Linked DNA regions of Mus musculus: all the other regions are linked to region 3. The links are chromatin contacts, called in public Hi-C and promoter capture Hi-C maps. All regions are on one chromosome and are shown on one strand. Each heading gives the region's core, a stretch centred on a gene start, on an enhancer-like site or on the middle of the called end of the contact. The rest is flanking DNA. Distances are from core to core; before and after follow the strand shown.

Evidence for each region. Promoter capture Hi-C pulls out the DNA fragments that hold promoters and counts their contacts. Hi-C and Micro-C count contacts between places; a contact is called where the count stands out from the background.
Region 1: a promoter capture Hi-C map of pre-B cells shows a contact between it and region 3, with 2.4 times the contacts expected there. The contact joins the promoter of Fam193b here to the promoter of Simc1 in region 3.
Region 2: a Hi-C map of B cells shows a contact between it and region 3, with 10 read pairs. The contact joins the promoter of Tmed9 here to the promoter of Simc1 in region 3. A contact is called at or near these places in 1 of 39 promoter capture datasets (pre-B cells) and 1 of 484 Hi-C or Micro-C datasets (B cells).

Annotation. Positions count from the first base shown.
Region 1 is chr13:55,569,702-55,572,580 of GRCm38.p6, reverse strand. Fam193b (family with sequence similarity 193, member B) reads left to right here and starts at 1,461. Exons shown (of 11, transcript NM_145382.4): 1 at 1,461-2,876. It overlaps Gm31364 (a long non-coding RNA gene), which reads right to left and starts at 1,485. Exons shown (of 2, transcript XR_873486.2): 1 at 1,156-1,485.
Region 2 is chr13:55,591,646-55,594,523 of GRCm38.p6, reverse strand. Tmed9 (transmembrane p24 trafficking protein 9) reads right to left here and starts at 1,389. Exons shown (of 5, transcript NM_026211.3): 1 at 1,167-1,389; 2 at 923-1,023. The coding sequence starts at 1,350.
Region 3 is chr13:54,501,943-54,505,264 of GRCm38.p6, reverse strand. It overlaps Simc1 (SUMO-interacting motifs containing 1), which reads right to left and starts at 1,460. Exons shown (of 10, transcript NM_176987.4): 1 at 1,261-1,460. The coding sequence starts at 1,389. LOC115486438 (a long non-coding RNA gene) reads left to right here and starts at 951. Exons shown (of 3, transcript NR_168901.1): 1 at 951-1,496.

The DNA of each region.
Region 1 (2,879 bases), core at 212-2,711, 1.1 Mb before region 3:
CACACACACAGAAATGTTGGGCCTGAGGTCACACAAATAATGAGGCACAGGCCGCCACAATCCAAAGTCAAACAAAAGCAGCTTTTATTCACCAAGGGAAACTCTCACCAAGAGATCTAGCTGGACTAGAGATGCAGTTAGGCTCGGGAGCTGAAGCAATGAGCCCAAGAAGTGGGCTCACAGGCCTTTTAAAGCAGAAAACCACAACCAGGTATGAAGTGGAAGATTAGGGTGAGGGTCTAGGCAACCTTTACCATGGTTGGTTGTGGTTAGGGGGCTTTCCAGAGGTCCTGGTTCCTGATTGGTCTGTGGTGGCCCCTAGGTATTCCAGGGAAAGAAGGGTGGCAACTGTTTCAGGATCTTGGAGAAAAGGCCAGATGTTCCTCCCCTTCCCTGAGTGGTAGACTCTAGAACATTTGTGGTTTTTCTTGGAATTGGGGCCATGCAAAACGGAGGACAGACTTCAAGATGGAGCAAGTTAGGCCAAAGAAGTTTAACCCAGTCCCACCGACACACACACATACACACACATACCTATTAAAACAATAAGATAAATAGAGCAATTTTTAAAAATTGATTTACTTCTTGGTAGTCAAAGTTTCAGATTTTGTTCTGATTGATGTTATCAATATAAATTCCACGTGTAACTACTAAAAAGTTCCAGTTTCACTCGACAAGGCATAAGACAGCATTGGAAACTTAAAAAAAAAATACATATATTTTTTTGTTCCATGTGCCTGAATTTTTCTCCCCCTGTGGGAAGAAAATGGGTGGAGATGACATATTAACAACTAAAATGCTGAGCTATTAAAACATTTCTAATTTTGCTTTGTGGGTTAAAGACCTCTCTCGCACATACCACTTAAAAAAAAAAAAAAACATTGCCAGAGTATGTGCTTTAATCATTTCATCCTTGTCACGCCGATCCTATTATCTATTTAAGTGACCCCCTTCCCCATCAGCCTCAAGAACGACCTGAGTCTGGGTCCTGCAGTTCTGAGCACAGAACGTGGGGCTCCCAGTAAACGACAAGTAAAGACCTGCCTATTCTTTCGCCTCAGGCTGACCACAGGTGTGGTGGGATGATATCTAGGAATCTATGGTAGGCATTTTGCAGCCAGTGCTTGTCCATTGCAAAATGGGAATAATTCGTACCTGTTTCCAAGTGATTTAGGGAGGAGCCAAGAGATGAGCGTGAAAAGTTCGCAGCAAAAAGATTAGTAACTCACTCATTATTTAATGGATAATTAAGCTCCTAGGCCCGCTATTACAGAGCCCAATGTGTTTCTCCAGCCGATCGCAGCCTTTCGGACTAGTGCTTAGGACAGGATCTCGCCCGGGGCTGGTCTCCTGCGAAGCCCAGCGAGGTGGCCTTATTAAAAATGGCGCTGGCGGCTTCCGTGGCGACTGCGGCGGCGCGGACTGAGTGTGCCCTCTGACCTGTTGGCAGCAGGCGGGGAGGGGCGCCGGGCGCCGCCATATTGGCTGTTGTCCTGTGAGGGGAGCGGCGGCGGCGGCGGCGGCGGCGGCGGCGGCGGCGGCGGCGGAGGCGCGAGAGGAGCCAGCGAGCGGGGGAGCGGCGCAAGAGGCAGCATGACTCGGAGGCGGAGCAGGCCAAGCGGCGGCGCGGGCCGGCGGGAGCGGGCGCGGGCCGCGGGGCTGCAGAAGCCCCAGGCGCCCGAGCCGCAGCCGCCGCCGCCGAGCCTGGAAGCGGGAGCCGGTGCAGGGCCCCCGGAGGTGCCCGCCGAGCTGGATTGCGACGGTCCCCGAGAGGAAGAAGAGCCCAAGCTGGCTCCAGGCCCTCAGGTAGGATCGAGCAAAACGACTCCGACTGCCGGGCTGCTTACACCTCCCCAGAGCGGGAGCGGGAGTGGGGCGGGAGTGGGCATGGACCATACTGTGGGTCTGGGACCAAATCCCAAGTCCGGGGCAGATGCTTTCAACCCGCTTGCCGGGAGTGGAAGCTGGACCCCTCTCCAAAGCCAAAGCTCAGCCAACCCTCTTGCGACCCTTGTAAAGCTACCCGTTCAGGCCCTGCTCCGGAGCTAAATCTTCTGACCATTTATGCTCTCTGGGACTCGCTCAGGTCCCGAGACCACCGCTTAGTTCTCTGCCCTCCACTTCCCTTTGGAGCCACCTGATTCCCCCCTATCCCCTAGCCCCTAAAAGACCATCATCTCAGGGCGCTGGAACCTGCAAGGCTGCAGCCTCTGTGCGCCCCTCCACCCCCGCCCCCAGCAGCTTCATCCCTTCCCCTGCACGGTCTGCAGCCGCTACCCTCAACAGCTGTACCTCTCTGCATCTGCCTTCCGGGACCTCTCTCCTTTCCCTACCCAGCAGAACAGTTGGCGGCCCCAAAGACTGTTAGAATAACTCCACTAAAGAGGAAACCCTTGTTCTCCTCCTATCTCCTGTCCCATAAGGAGCCCCCACTCCCACCTCCAACCCCCGCCAGTCCACTAGTTTGGTGAATCCTGCGAGACTAAGAGTATTTGGGAGGATTCTCGGAAGCTTCCAGCTTGCCACCTGGAAGGTCACTTTCTTTTGAGCAAAAAGGAGCAAACAGGAGAGGCGGGGGTGGCGTGGGCCACAGTTGCTCAGGGAGGGTTGTGGCACCCGGGGCTGGGTGGCTCACCCTAAGCTTGCTCTGACAAAAGAGTTTTGAGTTGGTTTTTTGGCTGAGCCTGCCAAGGAAGGCAGGCCCCTGCAGGAGTCTTGGAGGGTCGGATGCAGCGCCCGGATGAGGACGAGGCGTGGCGGAAGATGCGTTTGGCTCTGCAGACACTGCATCGGGCAGCAGGGGACTCTGGGAGGCTGGTGCAGCCTGAAGGCATGGCTCTTGACAGCCTTCTAGTAGAATCTCTGGAATTGTGCATGTG
Region 2 (2,878 bases), core at 140-2,639, 1.1 Mb before region 3:
GAAGGGTCTGACATCAGGCTGGCGAGTAACTGCTCCCCAGGCGGAGCTGGCCTGCCTCTACCTTCCAGGGGCAGCATGACCACCATGTTGCTGTTTTGTTTTGTTTTTAGTTTTTGGGGTTTTTTTTTGGTTTTTCGAGACAGGGTTTCTCTGTGTAGTCCTGGCTGTCCTGGAACTCACTTTGTAGACCAGGCTGGCCTCGAACTCAGAAATCCACCTGTCTCTGCCTCCCAAGTGCTGGGATTAAAGGCCACCACCGCCCGGCTGTTTGTTTGTTTTTATGCCTGTTAATTTTTTTAAGTATTTTTTTTTCTTTATTTGTGTGAATGTTAGCATTGGGTGTCCTGAAACTCACTCTGTTGACCAGGCTGGCCTGGAACTCAGAGAGATCCAACTGTCTCTGCCCTCCAAGTGCTGGGATTAAAGGCATGGGCCAGCTTTAAGAGCATTTGCCTGGCTGCAAATGCTCTTCCTTGATGCTCAGCCATCTCTCCAGGCGCTTGGATGAATGGTGATGTCAAAAATAACTTCCACAACTATTCTGATGGTTAGTGACAACAAAACTATTTTGCCTTTTGTCTTTAAAACATTATTTGTCAAAACTGAAAGGTGTTCTGTTTTGTGAAATTAAGGCCTAAACAACAACTTTAGCATTAGCAACTTTTTGGTATCCATCACTGACTGCAATTAATACACTTATCGCTAGAGTAAGTGAGCTTCCATTTCACAGGCTAGGGAAAGCAGCCGAATTGGGGGAGTCACTCAGAGGTCACTGAGAAGTTGTGAACTGAACCTGTCCAGAAACCGCGGCCCAAGTTCCTAGAGAAGATCCGGTATCTTCCCACAACACCAACTAAAATTCTCGATCGAACAGATAAGGAAACTAACAAAGAAGTACCGGAGCGGGTAAGGGCCAGCTTACCTTGTCCTCGGGGTCTTTTACCTCTACGAACATGCCAAGCCCAGGGGTGGCTGGCTGGTACTCCTCCCGCTGTTTGTCATACAGCTGCGTCCGGTAATTTCCTGGAGACAGGCGGAAAAAGGAAGATGAAATAAGCTCGAAGAGGTGCGGGGTTCGCGGCCAGGCTAGCTACCCGGAACAGGTCGCATCCCCCTCCGCCCCAGGACCACTGACTTGTCCCAAACGCTTCCCTGCGCCCCCGCACCGATGACCATGGTCTCGTCCGGAATCTCCTCAATGAAGCACTTCTTTTCTGTTTCTCCGATGTGGAAATACAGCGCGCTTCCGCGGGCTGCAAGCCACAGCAGTAGCAGGAAGGCCCGCATCCCTCTCCCCAGCAAGAGACCCGGTGAGCTTCCGACAACCCGCACGCCTCGCACCGCAGCCATCTTGCCCCACCTGCCTGCGCAGGCGCAGACTGCCGAGCCACGTAGCCCAGCGGAGGCCACCGCAGTGCCTGCCGGGACTGCGAGTTCCGCCGCATGGACTACAAGTCCCTAGATACACCACGCCTCCGCGCGGCAGTACCTGATTGGGGCTGGTTTCTGCAAGCTGAGGACTGGGGTCTCCAAAATGGAAGGATTTTCTTCGGTTTAGCCAAATAGCGAGATGACTGATAATAGTTGTCAGCCTGCGCAACATATAAGCGGAGGCAAGGTTCGAACCTGTTTCACCCAATAGTAATACAACTCTCCCTCTTGCCCATCCTCTCCCCATCCCTCTTTACTTTTATTTGATTTGACACAGGGTCTTGCTATGTTGCTTTGCCTCACTGGAATTTACAATGCAAACTCCCCCCGGCCTGAAATTTGTAGGGATCTTTCTGACTCTTAAGGTTGGGATATAAGGTGCACACAACACTATGTTCAGCCATCCTACTCTCGGTTACTATTTGCACTGTCTATTCTTTCCCACTCATATCATTACTTTATATTCCAAAATGAACCTCTTAGGGGCAACATGCAATTAGATCATGCCTTTTGAACGCCATCTTGCCAAGTTCTACCTTTTAATTGTAGGGTTTATGCCACTTACATTTAATTTAATCATTAATAAGATTTATAACTATCATTGTGTTGTTTATGTATGTCTTGTGTTTGTTGTTCACCAATACCTTTGTCTGTACTAAGTAGATACATTGTGGCATCTTTTTTTTTTTTTTTCTTGAGACAGTCTAACTATGTAGCCCTGCCTGGCTCTGACCTTGATAGGTAGACCATGTTGGTATCTCTCTAAACTCCACCCCCACAGTTCCTGGCAGAAGCCAAGTATGCTCCGCCCCACAGTTACCTGGCAACAGTCAGGTAGTCCTGGCTCTATAAAAGGGGCTGCTTGGCCCCTCCTCTCTCTCTTACTCTCTTACTCTCTTGCCTCTTTCCCTTTGCTCTTTATTCCCTTCCCCTCTCTCTTCACGTCGCCATGGCCAGCCCCTACTTCTTTACTCTCTCCTTCTCTCTGCCTCTGCTACTCTCTTAACTGCCTTCCCCATGCCCTAAATAAACTATTCTATACTATACCAGTGTGGTCTGGTCCCTCAGGGGGAAGGGATGCCTTGGCATGGGCCCACTAAGGCAACCTCTTCCCCCACACCCCGCCAGAACATATTCTTATAGCTCGCTCTCTTTTTATGATCACAACAGACCAGGCTGTCCTTCTTGATCTTATAGAGCTCTGTCTACCTCTGCCTCCCTAGTGCTGGGATTAAATTAATCTCTTCATGCTTGTAGGGTTGATAAAGGATACACATTCCTCTCTAGGCTTTGGATTGATAGAGATAAGGAAAGCCCACACAGGCAAGAAGAGGGAGTCCCACATTGTAGCTGAGACAAGAATGCATGGAACTTTTACTGAACAGGCTCATAGTGCAGAGAGATTCCAGAGATCAGGAGATCCAGAGGGCAGCACAGAAATGCTGAT
Region 3 (3,322 bases), core at 211-2,710:
TCAACTTGTAACAAGCTACAGTGATCTGAGGGAAAGGGACCTCAATCGAAAATGTATAGCCTAAGATCCAGCTGTAAACAAGTCTGTAGGGCATTTCCTCAACTAGTGATTGCAGTGGGAAGACCCAGCCTATTGTGGGTGGAGCCACCCCGGGCTAGTGGTCCTGGTTTCTGTGAGAAAGCAGGTTAAGCAAGCCAGAGGTGGCAAGCCGGTAAAGAAAGCATCGCTTCACCATACGGCCTCTGCACAACCTCTACTTCCAAATTCCTGCCCTGCTTGAATTCTTGTCCTGACTTCTTTAGTATGAACAGCGAAGTGTAAACTAAACCAATTTCTCTCCAAGTTGCTTTGGGTCATGGTGTTTCATCACAGCAACAGTAATCCTAAGACACCTACCTTTGGGTGTAGGAAGACTTCCCAAAGGCAACTTAGAATGAATGAGCACTCAAAATGTGATTTACACGCTTATAGAGTAGCTGACATTGATTTAGGACACATATTAGGAAGAACAGAGAAGGATCCCTTGATTTTTGAAGCCACAGCATGTAGATCATGGTAGGGGTCAGGTCACTAAATTTCTGTGGAGAGTTCTAGAAAGCCAGAGACCACAGATATTTTTATTCCATCACTTCAGGAGCAGGGACAAAGATAAAGAACCGAAGGAAAAACAAAGGTGGGAGTGCCCCGCCCCCTGGCTTTGTATGTGATTCGCATCTGCAAAGCAAAATTAACTGTCCTTCTCCACAACTCAAAAATCGGGGCCCTAGCTCAAGAACTAGGCCCTGCAGCGCAGCCGCCACCATGCCAAGGGCGGCGCTTCCCTCGCTCGCAGCCGGGGCTCCTGTTACCTCCTTGCACACATCTGTGCCCATCATAAGCCAAACAATTACGCGCTCCCGCGCGCCCGCCTCGAGGTCCGGGTGGCGGCTGCGGCCTGGCCAGGACCCCCCACTCCTCCCGCTGCCAAAGCTCTGGAGCCAGCTCGGGCCGGAGGCCACCGCCGGCCACCGCTTGGCAGCTCGCACTGGTGCTCAGTGTGTCGCCCATGTGCTCGGCCGGCTCCGCAGCACAACCCTGTAGGGCTCAGCGCTGGCCAGCCCGAGGCCTGCCTTGCCAGCGGCGCCACCGAGCTCCTCGAGGCCCGAGGCCGCCAAAGGCGGGAAGACACGGCGGCGGGGAGCCAGGGTCGCAACGCTGAGGCCCCGAGGGGGCGACGCTCGGCTCCCGTCGGGCGTGGCGAGCGGCAGTGGATTCACTCACCACGGTTCGGCGGGGCAGCGCGCCGGGGGTCCGAGACAGGGCCCGGCGCAGCCTCCGCGCCCTGCCCGAGCGGGTCCCGGCCGAGCTCTCGGAGCCACTGTCGTCGGAGATCACGATAAAGTCCTCCATGGCTACGGGCCCGGCGGAGCCACGCGCGAGCGGCGAGCGGCCCCGGCGACTCCGACTCCGGTTCCAGCTGCTGAAGCGACTGCAGCGAAGGCGTCGCAGACACCGGGGTTAGTACCCCGCCGGCCCCGCCCCCTCCATTGCCCCGCCCCCACCGCGCCCCGCCTCCAGAGGACCGGTCCCGCTCGGAGCCCCGCCTATCTCGGGGGCAGCCGCGCGCCCGGGTCAGGGCAGTGTCACAGAACCCTGGAGGAGCCAGGCTCCCTTTCCCTCAGAGAAGGAGAGAGAGGGAAGAGAGGGAAAGGGAGGGATAGAACCGAGGGGCTGGGCCGCATGGTCGGCGGGCTTGAAAAACGCTGAGGTTGAGAGGTTGTCCGCCGCCGCTCTCAACCGATCACAGTGGGCAGTGCTGGTGACGAGCCCCTGGCTGCAGGTGTGAGGACTGGAGTGAGCTGATGGAGCCTCTGATAGCGCATTTAATTGACCCGGTAGTGGAGCCTGCACCTGGCAGAAGGAGCAGTGACGCCTTCGGGTTAAAGAAGCCCTGAGGGGCTGAAAAGGGTAACCTGAACCTAGGGTTTTATTGACTGGGGCTTCTGGCTGAGATAAGGGAGAGATACCCACTCTTGTGTGTGCAGGTAAATCCGTGGGATAAATTCCCAGAAGCAGGTTTATTGGATCAAATCTATGTTTTTATTGTTATTTTGACAAATGGTACCAAATTGTCTTAAGTTGTGCCGATTTGCGGTTTCACCAACAATACGTGTCGCAGGAATTTAAACTGTCAGATGTAAGAGTTTGTTGAGTTTCTAGTTGACAGAAACCACTGAAAAGGCACATACAGAGAGCTATGAGGTCCCAGAGTGCCCGTATACTCCAATGCTGTGAGCAAGCAGAAAATATAGGGATAAAATTGTATCCCCATCAGAGGGAAATATGGGTAAGTAGTGAATTCTTTGGTTGTTTTGTTGAAGGGTAGGGACATTAAATCAAAATAGGGCCCATGGCTATTTTAAAAATGTGCAATACTGACAAAACCCTGCTGCTTATGCTCAAGTAACTTCAAAAAATAGAATAATAAAATGTCTTTAACAAAAAGGGGGGAGTTCCTAGAGGCAAAGCTGTTGTGTGCTGTCTAAGCAGCGTGTGATGCAGTGTTTTCTAATCTTTAGTGAACTTCTGAATCAGCCAGAGAGTGTATAATAAAGTTTGCAGGACTACACACCAGTGTTTCTGACTGAGAAACTGAGTTTTGGGAGTGAGCCCCAAATTGGTATTTCTCTCAGGTTTCTAGGTGATATTGACATTGCTTAGAGTCTGGTGAACACACTTGAAGGTTCACTGCTCTGAGTCAGGCATCACGGTGCTTGCCTTGAATCCTAGCTCTTGAAAGGCCAAGGTCAGCCAGGGTGAGAGAAAGGGAGAGGAAGGAGGAGGAAAAGGAGGAGGGGAGAGGGAAAGGGGAGGGAAGGGAAGGAGAGAGATCACTGGCCTGTTGGGCAAATAGCTTGACCACAGGTTTCAGATGTTTTGGTCCAGTGGGTGAATTGTTATAAAGGGATACAGTAAAGTAAGTTTCCTGTAGTGCTATCAAGCATCCATCTCAACACACACACACACAACACACACACACACACACACACACACACACACACACGGAATCTAATCTAGGACTCCATACAGGCTAAGCTATACCCCTGTCTCTTTGACTGTGGTTTTTCTAATCAGTTATCTCTAGCGTCTAACTGCCTCTTGTTCCTCCACTCAGCCCTTAAATCTTTATTTTTTTTTCTTAGTCCTTTGGTTTTTTTTTTAAGCTTTTATTAGATTTTTAAATATTATTTTATACAAATGAGTGTTTTACTTGCATGTATGTTTGTGCACCACACAGATGCCTGGTGCCTTCAGAGTTCAGAAGAGGGCATTGAATCTCCTG